Regions from separate parts of the Danio rerio genome. Here region 2 is linked to region 1. Evidence: chromatin contacts called from public HiChIP or PLAC-seq data. All regions are on one chromosome and are shown on one strand. Each heading gives the region's core, a stretch centred on a gene start, on an enhancer-like site or on the middle of the called end of the contact. The rest is flanking DNA. Distances are from core to core; before and after follow the strand shown. Region 1 holds the start of tdp1 (tyrosyl-DNA phosphodiesterase 1). Region 2 holds the start of ston2 (stonin 2).

Region 1 (5,584 bases), core at 2,064-4,563:
TTGAATTCAACAAGCATTTAGTGTTTTTTTTTTCACATGATGTGTAGTTACAATTTTTGTTTTTACACTTATGTTAAAATTTTATGCACACGTTACACAGTAACTGAACACAAAGTTTATAGGATCTCAATTTTCCATAAAGTTGAATGCCTCCCTCTAGTGGAATAAAAAGCCTATTGCAAGTCAACAGAACGATAAATTGACAATACCTGGCAAAAACTAATATGTGGGTATGGTTTGGCTTGCTCAATTAAGCAAGCCTTGGACTCTCTCTTTTCTCCATGAACGAGTACGACTGGTTTGTTTCTAAAGAACAAAGAAGAATAAGTAATCATTTAAATGTGTTTAAAATATTTTCAATCCACATCAAACACTGCAAGAACATTTAAAAGATTTCATCCTACCTAAATTCTGGCGGATACTGCTCCACCATCCATGGGATGTCAAAGCAGTAATTAAACTAAATAAAAAAAAGTATTAAAAATGAGCATTACAAATGTTGTTTGTGGTTAGTAGTGCAAATTCTTACACTTCATCTATTTAAAAAAAATACCTGTACAGACTCTTTCAATGTTCCAAACATTGGAGAAAGTATCTCTAATTATAGATGGAGAAAAAGACAAAAGGAAAATTATTAGGATTAAGTAACACCTTATCAGAACTTTACTCACCTTTTTATATTTAACCCATTAACTGTCAGTCACTACACTTTTTGGAGCTTGAAAAAAATGTCACACTTGAAAATTATAGATGCTATATATACAGTCGTCAACATTTGAAGTGGATCATCACCTTTCATTAAAGTTGTGCAAAATCTATTGAACACAACTCGTTCTTGTCTTAGGATAATTATGAAAAATGTTTTTGATTCACTTTAAATGTTGACTACTGTAGTTTGTCGAATATCCAGATAAGTTCAAGTTTAGATAAAAAAACAAAAACAACAATATATATCTCCTATGGACAAAATAAAAAGTCTATCATTTCCTATGTTCTATTGTTTATTTTTCCGGTATTAAATACATTGTTTACAATAAAAATACTTTTTCATAATTAATACAAGCACAATATTTCATGTTGGACTTGGAATCGTTAGTTTCTATATTAACATAAATTGTATATTTCTACATTTTTAATCAAACACACTTGCCCTGTATTTTTAAATAAAGAGACAAATACAATCACATTTGAAAGAGTCAATTTCTAAATAAATACTTTACATGTGGTAAACATACTATTAATTGATTGAATTTACAAAAATTAAAACATTGTGATGCATATCATTATCAGGACATGAGATGACTTATTTGATGATATGAGATTTTTGTCATATTGCCCAAACTGGTCAAATATGTTTTTTAAAATAAAAAATGGTGAATGTAAAACTCTTGAAATACCTTTGATATGCAGTGCTCCAGTGTTGTACTTTTTCGGTATCCCAGTGACTTTGTTTAAATAAAAACGATAAATGTCATTTGTAGGCATTAAGTTGGTCTCAAAGAAATCAGCTGGCTCTTCTTTATAATAACTAGTGCCGTGAGGGCTTGGAGGACGCTTGTCTTCAGTCTTCTTCTTCCTTTTTGGACTTATATTTACCTTTTGGGGTTCATTTCTTGGAGCAGGAGTTTCATCATCACTGCTGGAGAGGTTCCAGCCCCCTTCCTCAGTTTCTCTCTTCCTTTTTACAGCAGGGGAAGCATTGCGTTCATATTTTACAGGATTGGCTTGATTCACATGTGCTGATTTTCTGGCTTCGGATCCCATGGAGGGAGCGGATGCTGTTTTCACAGAATTCTCATTGCGTTTTGGACTCAGTCTGGGCTCCTGCTTGAGGAATGTGGGGGTCTCTTCAGGTTTGCTTTGCGAATCTGGTTTCACAATTGGTTTAACTGAATCCTTCTGAGGTGTTGGAGGAATAATGTCCTCGTCTTCACTATCTGATATGCTCCACTTGCCATGTTGACTGTCTTGGGACATTTTTGTTCAGCTGTGGATTACAAAGAGTTCAAGAATACTATTATTACTATTATTATTATTATTCTGCCTCTGGACTGCTTTGCTTATTCTGCCTCAGGATTGTTTGGCCCCTTAATTGCTGCTTGCAGCTATATTTATTATTTACTTTTATAACTGTATACAATTGAGGTAAAGTTGGCTTAATATTCGCACATTTGTTCAGTGACAACTTGTGACAGCCCCTATATTGTTTATCACGCTGCTTTGAATATTTGGTCTGAAATGGCATCTAAATATGACTTCAAAACAACATTAGCAATGGGACAATCTACTAAAGGCCTGACCTTTAAGTTTGTTTGCCTTGAAAAATCATACTAAAAAAGCGTAAAATCATACAATTCAATGATAGAACGCATCCGTGATTAGTGTCAGCTTCTCCTTCAAATGATGCATTACACGTTTAAGGCTATGTTCAATTTGATGCAAATGTGACAGGACTGACAGAAACACGGAGACACTTGAGTTGTACACTTTTTTATATTATATATTTGTAGTATTTATTTGAATTTATATTTCATTTTTTAATCAATTGATGCGAATGATAACAACTTAAACTTGCTATTTCTGACTTTTTTCTTAAATAACAGTTTTAGCATAACAAAACTATTAAAGCTGTAGGTTAAAATATGCTGAGGATATGAGCAGTGTTTGTACATTTGTAAACTGTTTTGATAAAGAACAAAAATCTTAGAACCAAATTAAATGCTTTTATTCACCGTATTTATTTCAAGAAAAGACAATGTACGTTTTTGATACAATGTCCCCCCAGATGACTGTGAACAATGTTGTACTTTGAGTTGTGAGTGGCTGCTAATATAATGATTTTAATACTTAGAAATTGCAAAGAATACCTTTCTGAATTTATATTATTAGGAAGACAAAATGTACAAATATAAAATCATTTTACCGCAATCTGTTAACAATAATTTAAACTGCAGTGACTTATTGCCTGACTTTGCACCATAATAGACAAAATGCATAAAAAACAACATTGTCACAGATACTTGCACAAAGGGTAAATGCTTGCGTTGTAGCGATTAAGGAAACCAGACGTAACCATATCAGTGTAAGGAAAATGTGTGTAAATGAGTAAACTTACAAAGAGGCGGGAAGATGAAATGTACTGTAAACAGGAGGAAGCAAACAATTGTACTCTAAATAAATCTAAAGGCTGCATATATACAGCTTTAACTAAACCCTTGATGGACGCCTGTCCTTTTGAAGCTTAAATAACAGCACAACAGTTTTGTTTTGATTCAGCATGCACACGCTCTCTACATTATACATGTGGAAACAGCAGAGACATGCCACACTATTATTCAAAATAAAAGTCTTCAAGATAATCGAATTTGAAACATTTTTTTTCAATATTTACCAGGGACATAAAAGGTATGGAGGACGAAAACTGCAAAAACAACAAATAAATAAATAAATATGCAAAACAAATTAATTAATAAATTCACAAATTCCTGCATAAATAAAACAATAATTCACACACACACACACAAACACACACACACACACACACACACACACACACACACACACACACACACACACACATATATATATATATATATTATCACACTATTAATTTATTTATTATTTATTTGTTTGTTTGTTTATTTATTGTTTTATTTATGCAGGAATTTGTGTATTTATTTATTTATTTATTTATTTATTTATTTATTTATATATTTATTTATTTGCGTATTTATTAATTAATTAATTTTATTTTTAAAAATTGTTTGCGGTTTACATCCTACATAAAAAAGTAGCCAAACATTAAAATGAATTATTACATAATGAAATGTTGAAATTTTTAAAGTTATTTTTTTATCATCAATTTTATAAATAACTTAACATGTGCTAGGAGCTTTTTTACAGGCATAACCTATTTCAACATCAATAATGCCTAATTCAAACATCTACAAGAAATTAATGAAGGAAATTAAAACAAAGACATGTCTATACGTTTTTATCAAAATAATATGGTAAAATTTTATGTAAAAAAATGTTTGGATGACACATTTAATGAATTATAGTGAAGCTAAAACAGTAAAGCAAGCAAGCAAGCAAGAAAGCAAACAAACAAACAAAGAAGCAACCAAGCAAACTAACATACAAAAATAAAAATAAAATCAGACTGTTGTACTTCTACATGTTAACACAAGAACAGTATGACAGTATGTTATTGAAACATATATTTTTATTTCTTGATTCTTATTATTGTGTCTCATTGTGTATTATTTATTTTTATATTTTATAGATCGTGACCATTTTGGGTGAGATAAAAATGCCTATAATTTTACACAAGACTTTTAGTTTGAAATTTGGAGGTTTATACGCGTCCAATCATTGCCTCTCGTACTGGGTGCTCAGACTGAACAACATTGAACAGTAAACCAATCCCTCCCATCCATACTGTTTCTATGCGAACATCTACAACTTTCCAGAAGCCTTCACGTATTGATATCTAGTTAGTTCAAATATACAAATGTTAACAACAGGAAGAAGCTTTAGGAATGAGAGACAAATAAACGATGCCGAGAGGAAAAAAATTGAGTTGGTAAGATTTGGTTCTGATTGATGCTGATGAACGATCTCAAAACGATTGATGTGAAATCACCAGTCGAATGAAAGCGTGAATGCTGAGATAAACGTTACATATATTTAACGTGGACAATGTAGTTGGTTGGACAATTAAACGTTTCATTTAGACGTATAGATAAAATTAAACAACTGAACATGTTACTGCTGTACAATTTAGTGAATCAAGGTTGCGTTACTCAATTACCTGCATTTAACGTTAGATATTACGTTATGTGGATTGAAGTAACATAAACAAAACTTCTAAAGTGAGAAGCTGCACTTATAGCCAGAAACAATTGTTTTCTTCTAGGAATTTGGAAAAATGTTTCGCCCGAACAGGGACTTGAACCCTGGACCCTCAGATTAAAAGTCTGATGCTCTACCGACTGAGCTATCCGGGCTCTGAGTGCATCCATGGACAGGGACGATCAAATACTGCTGACTAATATGTTACAAACATTTCATTAATTCATTTTTGTTGTACAAGCTCGTAAATCAACACAAAGAAAAAAGTTGAGCACTTAAAATCGTGTAAACCTTACCGTTTTGCCAAAACTAGACAACTTCTCCTGAAGATATTCGTGGCTAGAGGGCGCTGTTTCTCACCCTTTTTTGTTTGACAAACTACTTGCCTTATAATTTCATAGAGCAAATGCCTTTCTAGCTGCAACCCATCAGTAGGAAACATCCATACACACTCATTCACACACATACACTACGGTCAGTTTTTAGCTTACCCACTTCACTTATACTACATGTCTTTGGACTTGTGGGGGAAACAGGAGCATCCGGAGAAAACCAACACCAGAAGCACATGCAAACTCCACACAGAAATGCCAACTGACCCAACCGACGCTCGAACCCGCGACCTTTTTGCTTTGAGGCATTTTGGGAGTGCTAATTTAATCTTTCGTCATATTGAGTGCAAAATGAGCATTAAGGGGATGGATGATGCGTTTAGTAAACTCTTAATGGT
Region 2 (5,584 bases), core at 1,578-4,077, 330 kb after region 1:
TGTCAGGTATTGCAACCAAAATTCAAGTTCTAGACTTCATAGTAGTAACGTCCACACAACGTCTAGCTGTAACATCATTAGACGTTGATATTTTAGGTTGTGTTGGAAAGTAACCAAAATGCAACGTCTATCCAACATTGGACATTGACATCGATCTGACATTGGATTCTGACGTCAACCCAATTTTCATTTACAAACAAAAGACAATAGCCCCTTTCACACATACAGACCTTTCCGGAAAATTACCGGCAATTTTCCGGAAAGGTCTTAATGTGTGAACAGGCCCATTTTGAAAATACCAGTAAAATCGTTCTATGTTGTAAAAAGAAGTTGTAACATTACCGGTAATTTGCTGGAATGCTGCGCTGTGTGAACGCAGAGGGAAGATTGCCGGAAAGAGCGCTTGCACATCTAGAATATGCTGAAGTGAGATGTTTACTTTAGCCAATTAGAACAGTCAGACGCATTCACGTCCGCGCAATTTATAAAAAGAAAAGCCTTTGAATATTTTTCCAAACACATTTAGCTGCTGGATAATAGTCAGATAACATTTATATGTTCCTTCTTAATGTCAACTTTGTAAATAATTATCGATAAGATGCCTATGATAAGCCGTTGTTCGTTTACCTTCAAGCTCTGCTTCCCTTAGTTGCTTGATGCGTCGCGTGTGCCCGTGAAGGAGTGAGCGCCAGCACACATACATATTATGTACATCTCAACATGCGAAAGTGGTTCTCTGTTTTTTTATTGAAGCTATTTACAATACTTATCGATCCACAGAGTTTATAATGTAGTCAAATGTTTACAATACAAGCGCAGCCGTTTAGAGCATTTTTGGTTAATGATGTCAGAATTTAGCGGTATTTTGGAAAGGATGTGTGAATGATCTTTTCTGGGAAAATTCCATAACGTCCTTGCCTGTGTGAACAGCGCTTTTTTTATTTACAGGTAAAGTTGTTCCAGAAATTTTCAGAATATTTACTGGTATCACTGTGTGAAAAGGGCTAATGTCCCATGACGTTGGGGTACAAGGTCAATCTGACATCTTGTGCCTGCAGGGCATAGACATGAAGGTCAGTTCTATTTCTATATATTCATTCTGTTTTTTAGTAGACCTACTTCATTTTCTTTTTCAGCATTATTCATTTGCATCTAAATTATTTCTTCTAATAGAAAAGTTAATATCTGAACCAACGACTGTAGTCCCTCAGCACCTCTGAGCAGTTTTTCCATCTGGATCTGTAATCTGTAATCTCTGAAGACAAACATCTTCGTCAGCACAGTTTTACTCGAGGGCTCAGATGTTTGACTACAGTAATGACGTGATGACTGCTCTACGGGAGGGCAGATGCCCGTCCTCCCTGGCAACAGTGAGAAAGGCACAGGCGTCACTAGTAGTTATGCAACTCGCTCACACACTCACAAACGCGCGCGGGCACAGACAGCCGAGAGTGTGTGTGTGTGTGTGTGTGAGAGAGAGACTGAGAGGTTTCATTAAGGACTCCGAGAGCTCAGCAGGGGTCTCTGCCATTTCACGTACAGAGCGCCAGAAATCACCCCGCTGCTAATGCTAAAAATAAAGCTTTTCTTTCACTGACGGATGTGGTGGCTTGAAAGTTGTTTTTGTTTACACTTTTTTTTTTTTTTTTTTACTTTTTCGTTCTCTTGGGTTCCCAGGAAAAGGTCCCTGGCTTTTTTCAAAGCATGACAGGTTGATAGACAGGAATGGGTTCAAAGAGCCTGTAACCAACACACAGCTGTCTGAGGTCTTGGTGATCATACAGTTTGATAGACCTACCTGTGGATTGAAAGTAAGGTTTCAGTCCTCAGGAAAAATGAAATCTGGAGGCTTTTGGAAGATATATATGCACTGGCCTGCTTCTTGTTATACATAAAAAAACACAACAGGACTATATTTATCTGATTAACGCTTTTTATATCATATTATTTCCCAAAATCAATCTCTTAGAGTTCATTGCAACATAAGGCGTTATAAGAACTTTGTCGCCCCCTATTGGAGACACTTACGTTTTGCAATTTACATAATTCAGAAATGCATAAAAATTAAATAAAACATAAAAACAGGTAATTCGATTACAGTTAATGTATGTAATATGTAGCAATGATAAAATACCTTCCTACGAATAATGATGTTAAAAGAGAAATATACAAGCTACTAGATAGAGTGCATAGCCAAAACTGATATGCTAAGACACACATACACCCCAAAACAATAATTTACATCCAGCAGACGGAAAAACGTGTGCTGATTAGACGTAAATACATTAACAAATGTAAATCTATGACCGTGTTCAGTCTTTTAAAGAATGCCCAGAAACAAAAATACTCACTGAAATCGTTTCAAAATAACACACTAACAATTCAAAATAAAATATGGAGTAGTGTTTACCAGTAACTTTGATGATTCTTTACTCAATAATTTTACAAAATTAAACTTGATTTAATGTGAGATTTTATCAGCATCTTTTAATGATTTTGTGTTATAATATAATATAATATAATATAATATAATATAATATAATATAATATAATATAATATAATATAATATAATATAATATAATATAATATAATATAATATAATATTCATCATTTATGAAATCCATTTTTACTCCCCTCGTGATTATGTTTGAGAAAAACTTTCTGAGATGTTTCACCTAGCTCACTCCTGATTGGTTATTTGAATCAGCGCTGCTTTAACAGTCCAATCGTATGGATTTTAAGGTGGAGCATCGAACAGCGCTGTTACAACCGTCCAATCAGCTGCGAATAAGGTGTGGCATTGTAGCAGATTCACCGGGAGCGAGTGAGAGCTACAATCTGCTTAGGCTCAACAACACGATATCGGTATGTAAATATTCCCATACACTTCTTTTTGTCTGGTCGCTGTGTTTTTTACACTATCTCTGACTTAATTCGGTTAAGAATTGTGACATATTTCGAGGGATACATATTCATTGTTAAATAATATAAGTTATATAAGTTACCATGAAACTATGTCTCACAATGTTGCAACAACAGGTTGTCGGAAGCGCGTGTGCTTTGTTTACATTGCTAGCAGGATATGTGTAGTACGTGGCAAAAAGTTATCAGATGTCAGAACACAGAGATGCAATATGTTTGGATGTGAAGTGGATGTAATAAGAATAGCTTTCTAGTTGTTTATGTGTGTAATTGAAGCTCGTCTCACTCATTAAATAGCATATCACAGCAGTTTGTTGTTGTGATCAGCACAGATTGAGTTGATAATGAAAGGAAAAGATCATATCTGTACAGTTCTTTTGAGATATATTTATTGAGATATTGAGATATTATTATTACCAATTTAGTGCTTTCTGCTGTTGATAATTTATAATTTTATAAATAAAAATATATACAAGACCTGTACTTTGTTGTTCAGCTCTGCAGTATGTTATGATTAAATATAGCATGTTTATCTATTGTTGTGGCATTTTGATTTGGATCAATGTTATATAAAATGTCTCTGTATATTCACATACTTTTTTTATTATATACATTTAATGTTTAGTAAAATAACTTATTGTTGTACTAAATCATGTTTTAGTTTGAAATTATTGTACAATATTCCTTATTTTTGGCTATATATCTAAATGAATTAAATTAAAATGGTGCATTCTAACTGCGGTACAGAAAAGTGCACCTTTACTCTTTTGATGTTTGACAACACATTTTATTTTTTTACCCAAATTCAGAATTTTGAAGGGTTCACCAGTTATATTGAAGACCTTTCGATAAAATTTTTTAACCAAGTGTTTAATGGGTTATGGGATTGTCTTAAAGTAATGCAATCAGAAGTATTATAAATGTTTTGTATGTTTTCTTAATTTCAGTAGTGAATATATAAATCTTAAAAGGATGATGACTCATGCTGCATTGCACAAATTTGTATCCAATCAGATGCTTTCAAAAGCAAATCTGACATTAAATCAAACAAATCAGTGCTTGGTATGCAAATGTACTTTAGTAACATATTTTAGTTGTTGAATAGCTATGGTACTTTGGCAGCAACTGGTTACCATGGAAAATGTTCAGCTCCTCAGGGATCGGTGAAACTGAAACTGCTGTGAAAGCATGTGGAGGTGGTGGTGGTTGCAGTGTTTTTGTTTTGAATAAATGTATGAATAACATGGCATGTCAGAAACTTTTGTCTTGCTGACTCATAGCTAGAACTGGGCTTGTACAGTTAAAACAACCTGAAACATTCATATCCTTGTTGAGATTCGACAGGCTTCTAAACGCTACTTTTAAAACTAAAAATTTACTTATTGATCAACTTTTAATAAATATGCCATTTTATGTTGAGGAATAATGCATAGAAAATTATAATTTGCCAGTGCTGTGGATTAAGGGCAGGGTTGCCAGGTAAAATAAGCTCAATAATATAAAAAGTCAAAATATGCCGCCAGAAATTCTAAAATACCCATTTTGCATTAATGTATGCATTAAAGACATATTACATTTGTCTTTGCAAATAACTGTATATTAGAAATTGTAAAGATTCTGTAATCATAAAAAAACCTTAAAGTACACATGGAAACAAAACCATAAGATTTTGTTGCTAGTTTTGCTGTGAACAATTCATTTGTGCATGTAATTACAAAAAATAAATAAATAAATAAATAAATAAATGAAATGCCTACTTTGGCTGTGTTTCATTTCAGAGGCTGCATCCTCCAAAAGGATGCAGACTTCAAAGGTGAGTCTTTCGAAGTCCACATACTGTAGGCTGAACCGAGCATTTTGAAATGAGACGAGAGGGATGGATCTCTTCACCTTGCAACTGTAACAGCTGCCGTTAATAGGCGGTAATAAAATTTGTATTGACGTTTTTTCAAAGTGATTTTAAAACTTATTTTAAATGATCTGAAGGCAAAGCAAGGTTTGCAGAAGCTGGAAATATATTTCCTTTGATCCATATGAACAGATAAACATGTAAACTGTCTATAAAATCACTCTTAAAGACATGTCATACTCTGTTTGTTTTTTAAAATGTGTTTAGACAAAATAAACCTAATTCATACATTTAATCCGGAGTTTTCTTTTAAAAACATCCTGCCGTTATCAGCGCGCAATGAATCTTAGGTTGTTCAAGGCCACAAAGGATCCACCTGTTGTATTCTACATTACCAAAGGACGCATTTTGGGGCTGCGTTTGAGGAAGCCTTCGAATTGTTTCGAATTGCTTTTGTTGCGCTGCGATGACGCAGAGCTCCTCAAAATCATCCTTTGGAGGGTGCAGCCTCTGAAATGAGACACTGCTTTTACTACATCCAATCAGCTTGCAGTAAAAAAAAAAACAAGCCACACCCACTTAGATGTTTTGGTAGTCATATAATTTTACCTGCACAATTAAAAAAAGAAGACCAATTCTGCTTAAAAACCGCAGACTAGACAACTCTTGATTGAAGGTAATAATATTTGTGTAAATATTTTTCAGTTTCTTGCATAAGCTAAACTTTTTGACCTCAATGTATTGTCAGGAGTCACATTGTTTTGTACAGTATGCATTTTTAACTCTCTTTTAAGAGAAAGCCGCCATTGACT

Evidence for each region. HiChIP or PLAC-seq counts read pairs in DNA pulled down with a chosen protein or histone mark.
Region 2: an H3K4me3 HiChIP or PLAC-seq map of embryo shows a contact between it and region 1, with 5 times the contacts expected there. The contact joins the promoter of ston2 here to the promoter of tdp1 in region 1. A contact is called at or near these places in 1 of 18 Hi-C or Micro-C datasets (hematopoietic stem cells) and 1 of 4 datasets of contacts at active chromatin or transcription factors (embryo).

Annotation. Positions count from the first base shown.
Region 1 is chr17:17,681,155-17,686,738 of GRCz12tu, forward strand. tdp1 (tyrosyl-DNA phosphodiesterase 1) reads right to left here and starts at 3,314. Exons shown (of 16, transcript XM_695082.9): 1 at 3,116-3,314; 2 at 1,398-1,987; 3 at 554-597; 4 at 405-460; 5 at 210-306. The coding sequence starts at 1,977. It overlaps efcab11 (EF-hand calcium binding domain 11), which reads left to right and starts at 4,419. Exons shown (of 6, transcript NM_001017812.1): 1 at 4,419-4,585. The coding sequence starts at 4,514. trnak-uuu (transfer RNA lysine (anticodon UUU)) reads right to left here and starts at 5,009; the gene lies at 4,937-5,009.
Region 2 is chr17:18,015,100-18,020,683 of GRCz12tu, forward strand. It overlaps ston2 (stonin 2), which reads left to right and starts at 2,828. Exons shown (of 7, transcript NM_001033743.1): 1 at 2,828-2,866.